Regions from separate parts of the Mus musculus genome. Here region 2 is linked to region 1. Evidence: chromatin contacts called from public HiChIP or PLAC-seq data. All regions are on one chromosome and are shown on one strand. Each heading gives the region's core, a stretch centred on a gene start, on an enhancer-like site or on the middle of the called end of the contact. The rest is flanking DNA. Distances are from core to core; before and after follow the strand shown. Region 1 has its middle 24 kb from the start of Halr1. Region 2 holds the start of 5730596B20Rik (RIKEN cDNA 5730596B20 gene).

What was found. HiChIP or PLAC-seq counts read pairs in DNA pulled down with a chosen protein or histone mark.
Region 2: a contact with region 1 is called in an H3K27ac HiChIP or PLAC-seq map of embryonic stem cells, with 9 read pairs. The contact joins the promoter of 5730596B20Rik here to the enhancer-like site in region 1. A contact is called at or near these places in 6 of 484 Hi-C or Micro-C datasets (brown adipocytes, embryonic fibroblasts, embryonic stem cells and 2 more), 3 of 115 datasets of contacts at active chromatin or transcription factors (cardiomyocytes, embryonic stem cells and neural progenitor cells) and 3 of 9 other capture datasets (adipose tissue, liver and pancreatic islet).

What each region holds. Positions count from the first base shown.
Region 1 is chr6:52,075,934-52,081,434 of GRCm38.p6, reverse strand. No RefSeq gene overlaps it. Among named protein-coding and RNA genes, the nearest start is that of Halr1, 24 kb to the left of the region's middle. Within about 2 kb of position 2,329, at least 42 of the 459 cell types and tissues checked have an H3K27ac peak or open chromatin away from gene starts, as enhancers often do. A contact at or near this core is called in embryonic stem cells and neural progenitor cells, where this site is marked.
Region 2 is chr6:52,174,724-52,180,224 of GRCm38.p6, reverse strand. It overlaps 5730596B20Rik (RIKEN cDNA 5730596B20 gene), which reads right to left and starts at 3,070. Exons shown (of 1, transcript NR_163848.1): 1 at 1-3,070. The region is part of intron 3 of Hoxa3 (homeobox A3); the gene reads left to right. LOC115490409 (a long non-coding RNA gene) reads right to left here and starts at 5,046. Exons shown (of 2, transcript NR_168044.1): 1 at 4,930-5,046.

The sequences.
Region 1 (5,501 bases), core at 1,080-3,579:
CCACTTCTGAAGCTTACGTGGATCAGACAATGTTACTCACATCCAGGATCATTAGTGGGGGCATAAACCATGAATGAACTCTAGTATCAGGCTTACTAAGAAATCTAGCATACAGTGGGGTGGTGGTAGTTTCAGTTATTTGAGAAAACAAGCTGGGAGAACTCTTATAACTCAATAGTTCAAAGCCAGTCTGGATAACAGAGAAGGACCCAGACATAGGAAAAGAAAACGTAAAATAATCAATAGATAAATAAATGTCGTTTTTAAAAGTTGGGTTTTTTTGAGAGATGTTTAAATAATAATGTCCATATTGTATTGTTCAAATGATATTTTAAAAGTTATAGGGGAAAAATAAGTTATTTAGGAAATCAACCAGTTAGGTCTGGAGAGATGGCTCAGTTGTTAAGTGCTCACTGCTCTTACGGAGGACCTGAGTTTGGTGCCAAGCACCCACTTGGGGCCCGCTCCTGATTGCCTATACCTCCAGCTGCAGGGCATCTGATACACTCTTCTAGATTCCTGGGACACTGTTCTCACTCATCTATACACACACACACTCACACACTGGGACACTGTTCTCTATCCTCTATATACACAGACACACACACTGGGACACTGTTCTCAATCCTCTATACACACACACACACACACACACACACACACACACACTGGGACACTGTTCTCACTCATCTATATACACACAGACACACACACTGGGACACTGTTCTCACTCATCTATACACACACACACACACACACACACACATACACACTGGGACACTGTTCTCAATCCTCTATACACACACACACACACACACACACTGGGACACTGTTCTCACTCATCTATATACACACACACACACACACTGGGACACTGTTCTCAATCCTCTATACACACACACACACACACACACACACACACACACTGGGACACTGTTCTCAATGCTCTATACACACACACACACACTCACACACACACACACACACACACACTGGGACACTGTTCTCACTCATCTATACACACACACACACACACACACTGGGACACTATTCTCAATTCTCTATACACACACACACTGGGACACTGTTCTCACTCATCTATACACACACACACACACTGGGACACTGTTCTCAATCCTCTATACACACACACACATACACACTCACACACACACACACACACACACACTAGGACACTGTTCTCACTCATCTATACACACACACACATACACACACTGGGACACTTCTCAATCCTCTATACACACACACACACACACACACACACACACTGGGACACTGTTCTCAATCCTCTATACACACACACACACACACACACTCACACACACACACACACACACACACATAGGTATACTAAAATAAATCTTTCAAAAACTAAAACCAGCCGCTTGAAGTGAGTTTAGATTTTTTTCAGTGACTAAATCAATTTTACTTTGATAGTAATGATGTATAAAATAATTTAATAAGCACACATACCTTATAATATAGTAGGACTCTTGATTTGGAAGATTGAAATCCCGGTCTCTTTACTGAGTTGATTCAGTGCGGTCTGCTGAGATGGTTTCGTTGTTAATTGAGCCATCTTACAGCGAGACAGGCAGATTAAAGAACGTAATTTACTACTCTCTCCCTCAGCTCGTGGCTAATTTTAGGGATATACATACTATTTTTTTTTCAACAGTGTTAAGATGATCAAAGTTACAGCTGTTGCTCAAGCTCTCTCTGGGGATTGAGTGACTTAGAGTAATGTGCCTAAAATACCAGTTTCCCCACTTTGTTTGCTTCAGTTATGATCCTCAAGGCAGCCTCAACACTGATCTCTCAGAGAGAAAACGAGTTGATGGGTTTATATGCCTTTTTAGCCATGACTAACAACTACAGTTTTACTTTAAGATGATGAAAAGAAAAAGAAATATTGTTCATGTTTACCATTATGTTTTAAGAAAACTTGAAATTAAAACATCATATTCCTTCCCTGTGAAAACAAACTTCTGTGATTTCACCCTGAGGCTTTGACAGTTAACCACGAACAAGGGTTTGAAGAACGCTCGCTCTTCTCCCTGGTCCCTCCTGAGAACTTTGTAAGCTTTGCGTGTAAATGCAAACAAAAAAATGCTAAGCCTTTTGATGTTGAAGATTTGATGGCATCTCCAAATCTCCAGAGTAAATTCAAGGATTATGAGCTAGGACAGGCACACACAGGAAAGCACGAGAAACTAACAGTAAATATGCGCGACACCGGCTCCCAACAGAGCGCAGCAGAGTCTGAGTCACTAACAAAGAGTGTTAGTGGGAGAGGTGGGAGGAGAGAGGTGGCAGAAGCCATCCATTGGCTACATTCACATTCATGTTCATTTACATGCTAACGAAAGAACAGGGTTCACTCAAAGGCCTTTTTTTTCCTTCCTTATTCTTTTTCTTTCCTTTTTTTTTTTTTTTTTTTTTTTTTTTTTTTTTACGACAGGGTCTAAGCAGAGTGAAATTCAATTCTAGTCAGACCTGGGTCACCAGGGAGTTGATATCCCAAAGGCCTTTTTGTTCCCCTGGTGTTGAGATCTGAGTGAGTTAGTATTTAGCTGTTGGAGTCCAGGAAGCCTCTTACTAAGCAAGACAATGACCAAGGCTTGTGGAATCACCATAGCTCCACCCAGTCAGTGTCATTCTGAGAGGTGACCTCTGCATTTCCGCTACCCAGTGCGAGCTTGGTAGAAGTTGACCTGGTCATCCCAGGTCCAAGTGTCATTGATTGGCTGGTGATGGACAAGGCACAACGTGAATCTGTGTGATGCTTCATTCAACAAGTATCTTGGATTTATTACCTAAATCAATCTTGCTTTCCTCTTACTTGGCTTATTGTTTAACAACAGGAGCATGCGGGGACACATCCCCTTGTTTGCATCTGGTAGTGACTATCAGAAAGAGAAAGGTCTCCTAAAGCCTCACACAGGCATTGCACAACTGTTGAAGAAGGCGGCTGATCATAGAGTTACTAAGCTATCAGAAATGGACATGATGTATCTAAGGAAGAAGGCAGAACATGAGCAAACCTGATCCCCACCCCCCCTTTAAGAAATAAACTGGTGCTTTCTTCCCTTGCATGTTTCAAATGCTGAGGAAAAAAACAAAATAACCTTTAGCCTCAGAAGTTTCTTCTTTGGAACATTTCCCAATAAATACCAAGTACACAACCCTGAAAATATGAAACTTAAGGAATTAACTCAATAAAAATCGTGGTGACAAGAAGTGTGTTTCTGTCTCTATGGTACATATCTACTTTGGTTGCCTGTCGTCTATAGGTCCCAGTGTCCTAACTGAAGTGAAAACTTCCAGACTCGGTGGTGGGTATAAAAGTGACTAAAACCTCTCTAGCCCCACACTGTACTTCAAAATGTTCTTACTCTTTTCTTCCGCTATAAAACTAAGATGTTGTCCAAAATGCCCTTATAATATCTGCTATTAGCCTAGATCGAAGGATAAAGACTATTGAGGCCCACCTGTGAGAGGGACAAAGAGAGAGACACACAGAGAGAGAGAGAGAGAGAGAGAGATATGTCTTGAGTTTTTTTGGAGTTGTTATTGCTGAATCACATAGAAAAAGTTGAGTCACATATTTAACAAAAATAAAGCATTTCAAGTATTTTTTCTCTTCAGTACTTCATCCACAAAGCATGATTTGATTGTGTAGATTTACTGTGGTACACAGTAGTTTCATTGTGCTCTGAATACTTGCTGAGTCCTGGAAAGACAATACTCTATTAAGCTTCCATTTTAATGAAAGAAAGATGCAAGAGATAGGGGAAATGGGCAATTAAAATAACTATGCAATAATTCATGAGCAAGGTAAACCAGACAGAAGGCTGAGGCATTCTGCCATAGAAAGCGCGGTCTTGGGATCTGGCAAGATGGCGCAGCAGGTGAAGGTACGTGCTGCCACGTCTGATGACCTGAGACTTATCCTCGAGATCCACACAGTGGAAGGACAGAACCAAGTCCCACAAGTTGTCCTTTGATCTCTGCTAATGTGCTCAAGTACAAAGACACACAGACACAGTGAGAGGCATACGTACACACAAGGCAAGACCCTGAAATGCCTCAAGAAGTTGGCATTTGAATGAAGAATGAGATGCTGGCCGTGAGGAGAGCATTGTAGGTTAGGGCATAATAAATATGAAGAATCTGTCTCTCTCCAGCGTCCATCTTGACTAGTCTTCTAGAACATGACAGCATCATGAGATTCTGCTGTGAAGTCATTTCAGGAGTCAGACCCAATTTTATCATCAAACACCATGCAGGGTGGACTTTCTTAGAGCAGAATGCAAAACGGATCTTTCCATCCGATGAGAGTGCATAGAACAGGAATGTAGAAGACCCAACAGTAGCTAACACACCGGGAGTGAAGGATCAGTCCCTTCTCTGTTGACCTCTAATTGAAGACAGCCTCGCTGCTAGCTGTTTCCTACCTAGAAATGTTATGCCTTTACAAGAATATTTTGAGGTAGACCTCACAGACTAGAAATCCTACCATGGAAGAAATATTATGGCGTGTTCAAGTGTATCAGATACCCCTGTGCCAAGGTGTAGAAACGCCCTGCTGGGGTGGCTCCACACTGGTCTGGAAGGCGAGGCATTCTGTTAGATGTACATCAGCTAATCAAGTCACATACGCGCTTCCAACAGGCTTCTTGTTCATCCTGTGTCTCTGGCAAAACTGGACGGCTGCCTGGATGTCTGATCGCATTTCCAAATTCTAGGTTTCTCTTCTGCTCTCACTGATGTGGATCTGTGGTTCCCCCAGCCACCTGTGCAGGCAGGGTGAGCCACAGGAAAAGCGATTGAATTCCTTTCAATTTGGTTTCTCCTGAGGACCACCCCCACTCGTTTCTTTCCCTTAAGGCAAAAGGTGCAGTATAGGGGGAGGAGGGAGGGACGGGCAATTCGTGACTTGGTGCCTTTAAATTCCAAGTTCTGCATTTCCGTGACTTCTAACTCAACAAGAATGTTTAGAAAGCCAAACTCAAAGCTGTATTGGGAAGCCGGCCAACCCTCTGCCCACTGCACCTGGTCCCTTAAGAGATAATTTATGTGTGAGGCAATGGGAACACTGGAAGTGGTTTTCATTTTGTTTTGTTTTAAAGGTGAAAAATGCTTTTTATCTGTACAGGCGTAATCTGAAGGCAGCAGCAGGCGATTTATATGTATAATTCTGCAATTTGCTGTACTAGTTAAACTATTTTATCTGCCTTTGCAATGATAAAAAAAACACATTGCTATAGTGCTTCCATATAACAACAACGTGAAGCAGAAATAGAATACAGACAGATAAAATTGTGTAATGCCTTCACAATGGTGATTTGAGCAGCAATTGCTCCATTCCATTAAGAACAGGGAGAGTGCTTGCAGCCATCTCAGAGGAAGCCATAATCGGCTGCTTAGGGATGCAGGTAAGTAGACTTTATCTTTCTGAAAGTTCAGATTTATTTTGT
Region 2 (5,501 bases), core at 1,821-4,320, 98 kb before region 1:
AATGTTCTGCTTGGAAACCTGGTTCCTTCAGTGATTCCCTATTTCAAATAAAAGGATTTAAGTTGACGTCTGACCACGTGAGCACACGATGCTGCACATTATTGTGGTATTGGGAGCGGAGACCCAGGCAGGCTTCGTTGGCGATTACATTTCTAGGTTCTTTTTAGAGCGAAAGCTTCCCCCCCCAACCCCCCACGCACCCACCTCCTCCTTCTCCATCTCCTTCCCCTTCTCCGGAGCGAGCGAGTGCTCTTCCAGCGGTTTGCAGTTTTCAGTTCTCATGGAGCAGTTCTGGGCAAGCTAGCCGATGGGACTCTCGGCCACACCAGGAGGATGGGATTTATTTTAAGGTATTTCCTCTGATTGTTCATACCTAGGGTGAGTTATGGCTGTGGGAGACAGAGGTCAGGCAAGGAGACCCTGGATCATGCACAGGACCCTCACCCTCCCTCTGTCTTCCTTTGTTTCTGTTTTAGAACTGAAAGCATTTGAAAGATTCCCAGTAGCTCCTCAGACTCTGAGTTTAATTCCCTGGAAAGTATTGTGGGATGTAAAGAAGAGGGCACTTGGGGGCTACAAGATGGGCCTAGTAGTCTCTAGTTTTGGGGTTGCTTTGTCCCACTGCAACCTGAAGGGCTGAAGTCCCAGGAGCTAAGCTCCAGACGGAGGTAGGGTTCTCTCAGGCAGCAGAGGTGGCTGGAAGCTCTGGTTAGGAGAGGTGGCCAGCAAGAAGCTAGAAGGGCCAGACCTTATGACAAAGGTGTGGGCCAGTAGCTGAGAAAGGGGGTCTCTCTCCATTTGGCCAGTGTTTGCTGAGCAGGGTGAAGGGTTAGGGCTGACCTGAGCAGCCTGAGCAAATGTAAGAGGAAAATCAATGAGGAGAATGTGCAGACACACTGCCATTTTACTGATGATGCTTCCAGCCACTTTGTTCAGTGCTGGGTTGGGGGGGGGGGGAGGCAGAGTTCCCAATGCCGGACCCAGTGAGTCCAACCTGGAGGGCATGCCATTGTTTCCAGAGCAATAGCTGCCTGGGAGGGATGGAGAGAGAGAAGCCTGGGGTGCTGGGGAGCATGCCAGCTGCCCGGAGGTCTGGTCGGTGTGATTTGCAGAAGGGGGTCTGGGGCTTAGTTTGAGCTCCCACCAGTGTTTTTGGGTTGGGTGCTTTCTGTACACCCTAAGCCAGCCTGGAGAGTTAAAGAACTGGCCTATGTGCCCAAGATTGGAGGGAATTCTGTAGCTGTAGTCCTTAGCAAGCAGAGACAACATTTCTCTGGCTTTATATCCCCTGAAAGGGAGCTATTGCCTGTATGGAGGGAGATTAGTTAAACTGCTCCGCTCCAAAATATTGGCCAGGCTGGGGCTAATTGGGCTTTGGGGACCTTCTGCTCCTGGGAAGAGTGAAAGTCTTTGGAAAGGTGAAAGAAATTAGTCTTTACTTTGCTCCTTGAAGCAGATAAAGAGATCCCTGTGAGGAGTTAGGAATCAAATTTGCCTTCTTTAGTTAAAAAAAAATATTCATATTCCTTTATTTAAAAAATTCAAACCAGGCTTCTCCGACTTGAGTGAGATTTACTTCCCCAGGCAGGGTGGATTCTGCCCTCCCTCGTGCAGACCTCGGTGGTAACTGTGCTTAACTGAGGCTGTTTGAGTGCTCTAAAACACCCCTTGGAAATAAAATGTAAGCTTTAATTGCTGTTCAATTACTTGTCAGCATTTCATATGATTTATGACCCAGTTCTGGTGCATTTTTGACCCAGTTAAAGACTCATAAATAATATAGTTTCACTAGAAAGAAGGAGAAATGGAGTAAAGGTTTGTTAGAGGCATCTTTTTATTGTGGCTTCAGTGCCGACAAGAGAATAAATATCTAACAACAGACTCTCCAGCCTGGTTCTGTATAAAAAGCATGCACAGTAAGAAGCCAATAACTGCTTTCATAGAGCACAGTTGGCTTTTTCTCTCCCCTCCCAGGAAAGAGCTAAAGCCACCCAGGTTATGGCCAAACGATTAGCTATTAGAAAGACTGGTCCCCTGGACTCTCAAAGTTCCATCCTCATCTTCATAGGCCAGCATATTTCCTCAATACCTTCCCTCCCCATCTTTGGATTTTAACGATACTTCTTGCCAAAAGTTACTCCTCACCTTCCTCCCTGGCTTGCACAGAGAGTCTTGGAGCGGTGAGCCCCCTCAGAGATGGGCAGGACACCCCTTGAATGGCAGAAAGGTTCCATCAGGCACCCCGTTGCTACAAGTACTCTTCTGTGCCTTAGAAAACGCTTCTTCTGGTCACTCTGGAAATCACGGGACTTAGAAAAGATGGGGAAGCCCACGGATGCTGAGCAAAGAAAAGCTTGGTGGTTTGGGAGAGGCTGTGGAACTGCGGGATTCGCCTGGAAAGCGGCAGTGAGCAATTTCTAGAAATGGATATCAAATAGCAGCGAATCTTCGATCACAACCCAGTAACAAGCCAACAAAACCTTGCTATTATAAATTATTAATTTTAACAATCTCGCCTATGCTTGCTTCAAAGCCAGCCTTTTGGATTTCAGATGAGCCGCGGGTACCCGCAATCTATGTGCCAGGACGCCAGACCCGCTTATTGAAATCAGAGCTCTATTTTGCCGGCTGGGACCCACCGCCCAGAGCCACCTAGGTGCTAGTCGAGGGCGCACGGAGCTGAGCTCTCCCGCGGCTCCTGCACTTCCTTCGGTCCGGCCTGGTCTTGGCACTCGGGCTGCTTGATTTGGTGGTGCAAGAAAGGTATGCGTTGCATACGCCCTAGCCCTTTGCTCCAACGCTCTCAGCCCCCTTGGCTCAGACAGTCCACTCCTAGGTCTGGTTCTCACGGCCTTCCCTGCAGCTGGCTTAGCTGAGAAGGCGGTGAGAGTCGCGTCAGCAGTTTGGAGGAGAAAGTGCGGGTTGATTATTGACCCACGCCTTCTTTCTTCAAATGCCACATCCGACCCTGAGGGTTTGAAGAGAAAAAGCGGCCGAGCGGATTTTGCGGCCGGCTCTCACCTCCTACACGTCCCGGGCTCTTCCCTTTCAAGTTGCGCCGCTGCAATCTGCCATAAGGAGCAAGTGTTTGCTGTTTTGTGCTCTGTTTACAGCTTTGGGGAGCCGAGTCATAAATCTTGCCCAGCCATAAATGACAAAAACCATTGGTATGCATGAGGCCACCCTGGCCCGGAGTGCTTTTTTGATTTCTCCCTTTCCCCCCTGGCTTTGTTTTTGCTCTAAGGTGACACTTTGGCTCCCTGACAGTTTAAACATACTACTTATATTTTTAACACCTTCCTTTGAGAGGGACCCTCGTTGACGCCTCGGAATTGCACGAAAGCTCCTTTTCTCTCTTCTCCGCCCCCCCCCCCCCCCGTGCTTTGGAGGAGTTTGTTTCTGAAGCTGGGAAGCTGAACGGGGCATTGGGAACGACCCCATCCTCTTTAACGTTGTGGCATATTACCAAGCAAATGTAGGCTTTTCCTCAACCAAGCAAAAGGAAGGCCATTCAACTAATTAGAGGGTGAAATATCCCGGATGTCCATTTGTGTTGGTTCCTTAGCTATCTTCCTCATGGACTACCTGCTTCCGTGCCCGCCGGTACTGTGCAATGGGTACACAAGAGGTGGAGACTTAAGTTTCTGAATATCTTTGTGTGTGCCTGAGCCCACAAAGGTTCATTTTACTGTAGGGACAGTTGTCCATCTCCCTGGGATACTTCCTTCCGTTAAGCCTAGAAATTTAACCAAAGGCAGTTGAATTGCATTTGGGAGGTGTCTGGAAATAGGCCCTACACCACAGGGACTGGCTTTAGGGTGTCTGTATTGGGAGCGGCAGGTGAAGAAAACTGCCCAAAGTCAGGGCAACTCATTTCTTCTTCTCTTCTTTCCCCACCCCCCACCCCATGAAAATGTCCATGGCAGGGAATTGCGTGGTTTCTCAGACAGATTCTTAAAAAATAGAACCCCACAAGAGAGCCCCTTTGTGAAAGCCGTTTGTCCTCATTAGCATAATTTTCCTGGACTTTAGTGACGCCTAGGAAGGAGAGGGAGGGCGTGGGGTGGGGGAGGCCGCCCTCCTCCCGCTGCCGCGGAGCTCGCTCTGCTCCTGTTCCTCCCCTCGCCTCAGCCCCATCCCCCCACGCCGGCGCTTCCCTAGCCGCTCTGCTCTCCCCTCCCGCCCGCCCCGGCACCCCTTACCGCACCCCCCGACCGACCCCTGCTCGGCGCAGTATTCATAAGAAACATACCCAAGTCGGTGCCACTAGCCCCGCGGAGCCCGGCCGCGCCAGCGCTTATCTGGGGCCGCGGCCGCGGGTAGGGCGGGGGCGGGCGTGGGGGAGGGGAGGGGAGGGGAGGGGGTCCAGCCGCCCCAGTCCGCCGGGGGCCAGCCGCCGGAGCAGCCAGCGGTCCGGCTCTCCGCCGAGTCCCGGCCTTGGGGTCTCCCGCCCGCACGCCCGCACGCCCGCACGCCCGCACGCCCGCCCGCACGCCGGCTCGGCGGATGCTGAGGGTCGGTGGCATCCCGCGCCGAGGGGACCCGGGGCCGCAGCCTGAGCCCGAGCCCGCGGCGGCCGTCAGAAGTTAAGGTAAGCGGGGCCACTACCGGCCGCTCTCAGCGTTGAATGGTGGAGTGTATGTCTCAGTGATTTATGGCTGCAGACTTAAATCTCGGTTCAAGAAGAGTTCACAAGCCGGAGCTTCCTCGCCGGCAGTGACTGATACCCTCACACTTCAGTTCAGGCCGCGCTCCCATCCCCGCCCCCACTCTCCCCTCTTCCCTAGCCCAGCATCAACTTTTCTGGGTTGGTGAGAGATAGAGAGAGGAGTGGAGTGGGAACCGGGGCTTCTATCTCGACGTCCCCTTTCAAACTCGGGTGAGGGGAGGAGAGGGAGCAGAGACTGAAGGTGTCGAATTTGGGCATACCTTGTGGTGTAGAGACAACAGGGCTTCTTGCATCCTGTTCTCAGTTCAGCCTCCTCAACTCGCTTCAGCTCTTGCACCTGGAGGTTATTGTCCAGGAACAGAGCGTCGGGAAGGAATCTCCCTCCACCCTCAGCCCTTGCTTAGGGGGACAAAGCAAAGTTTCCTGGCTGGCAAATCTCCAACTTATTTACTAGATTGAAACTTTGGGGGCTGGAGGGGGCGGGTTGTGTGGACTCCAAGGTGATTGCGGACCTCAAACAATGGGATCTCTGAGCTGAATTCATATTTTAAGTTTGTGGACGCTGCCCTAGGCACTTTGATTTTTAAAGATATTTTTTGTTATTTTTACAAGACCATGTACAGTACAATGGAAAAAGGCTTAAGCAAGCTGTATGCTGGTATAGCCTGTGCTAATGGCTCAGAAAGTCACTAGAAATACCGCATGCTCAAAATCAACTTCATTTTGTTTACCTAATATTTTGCTGTTCAAATGTCTAGAGTAATTTTCTTAACCCGACGTTTACCTTAATTAAGCTTGGTACCTCAAAAATTTATAATGACAGACATTAATG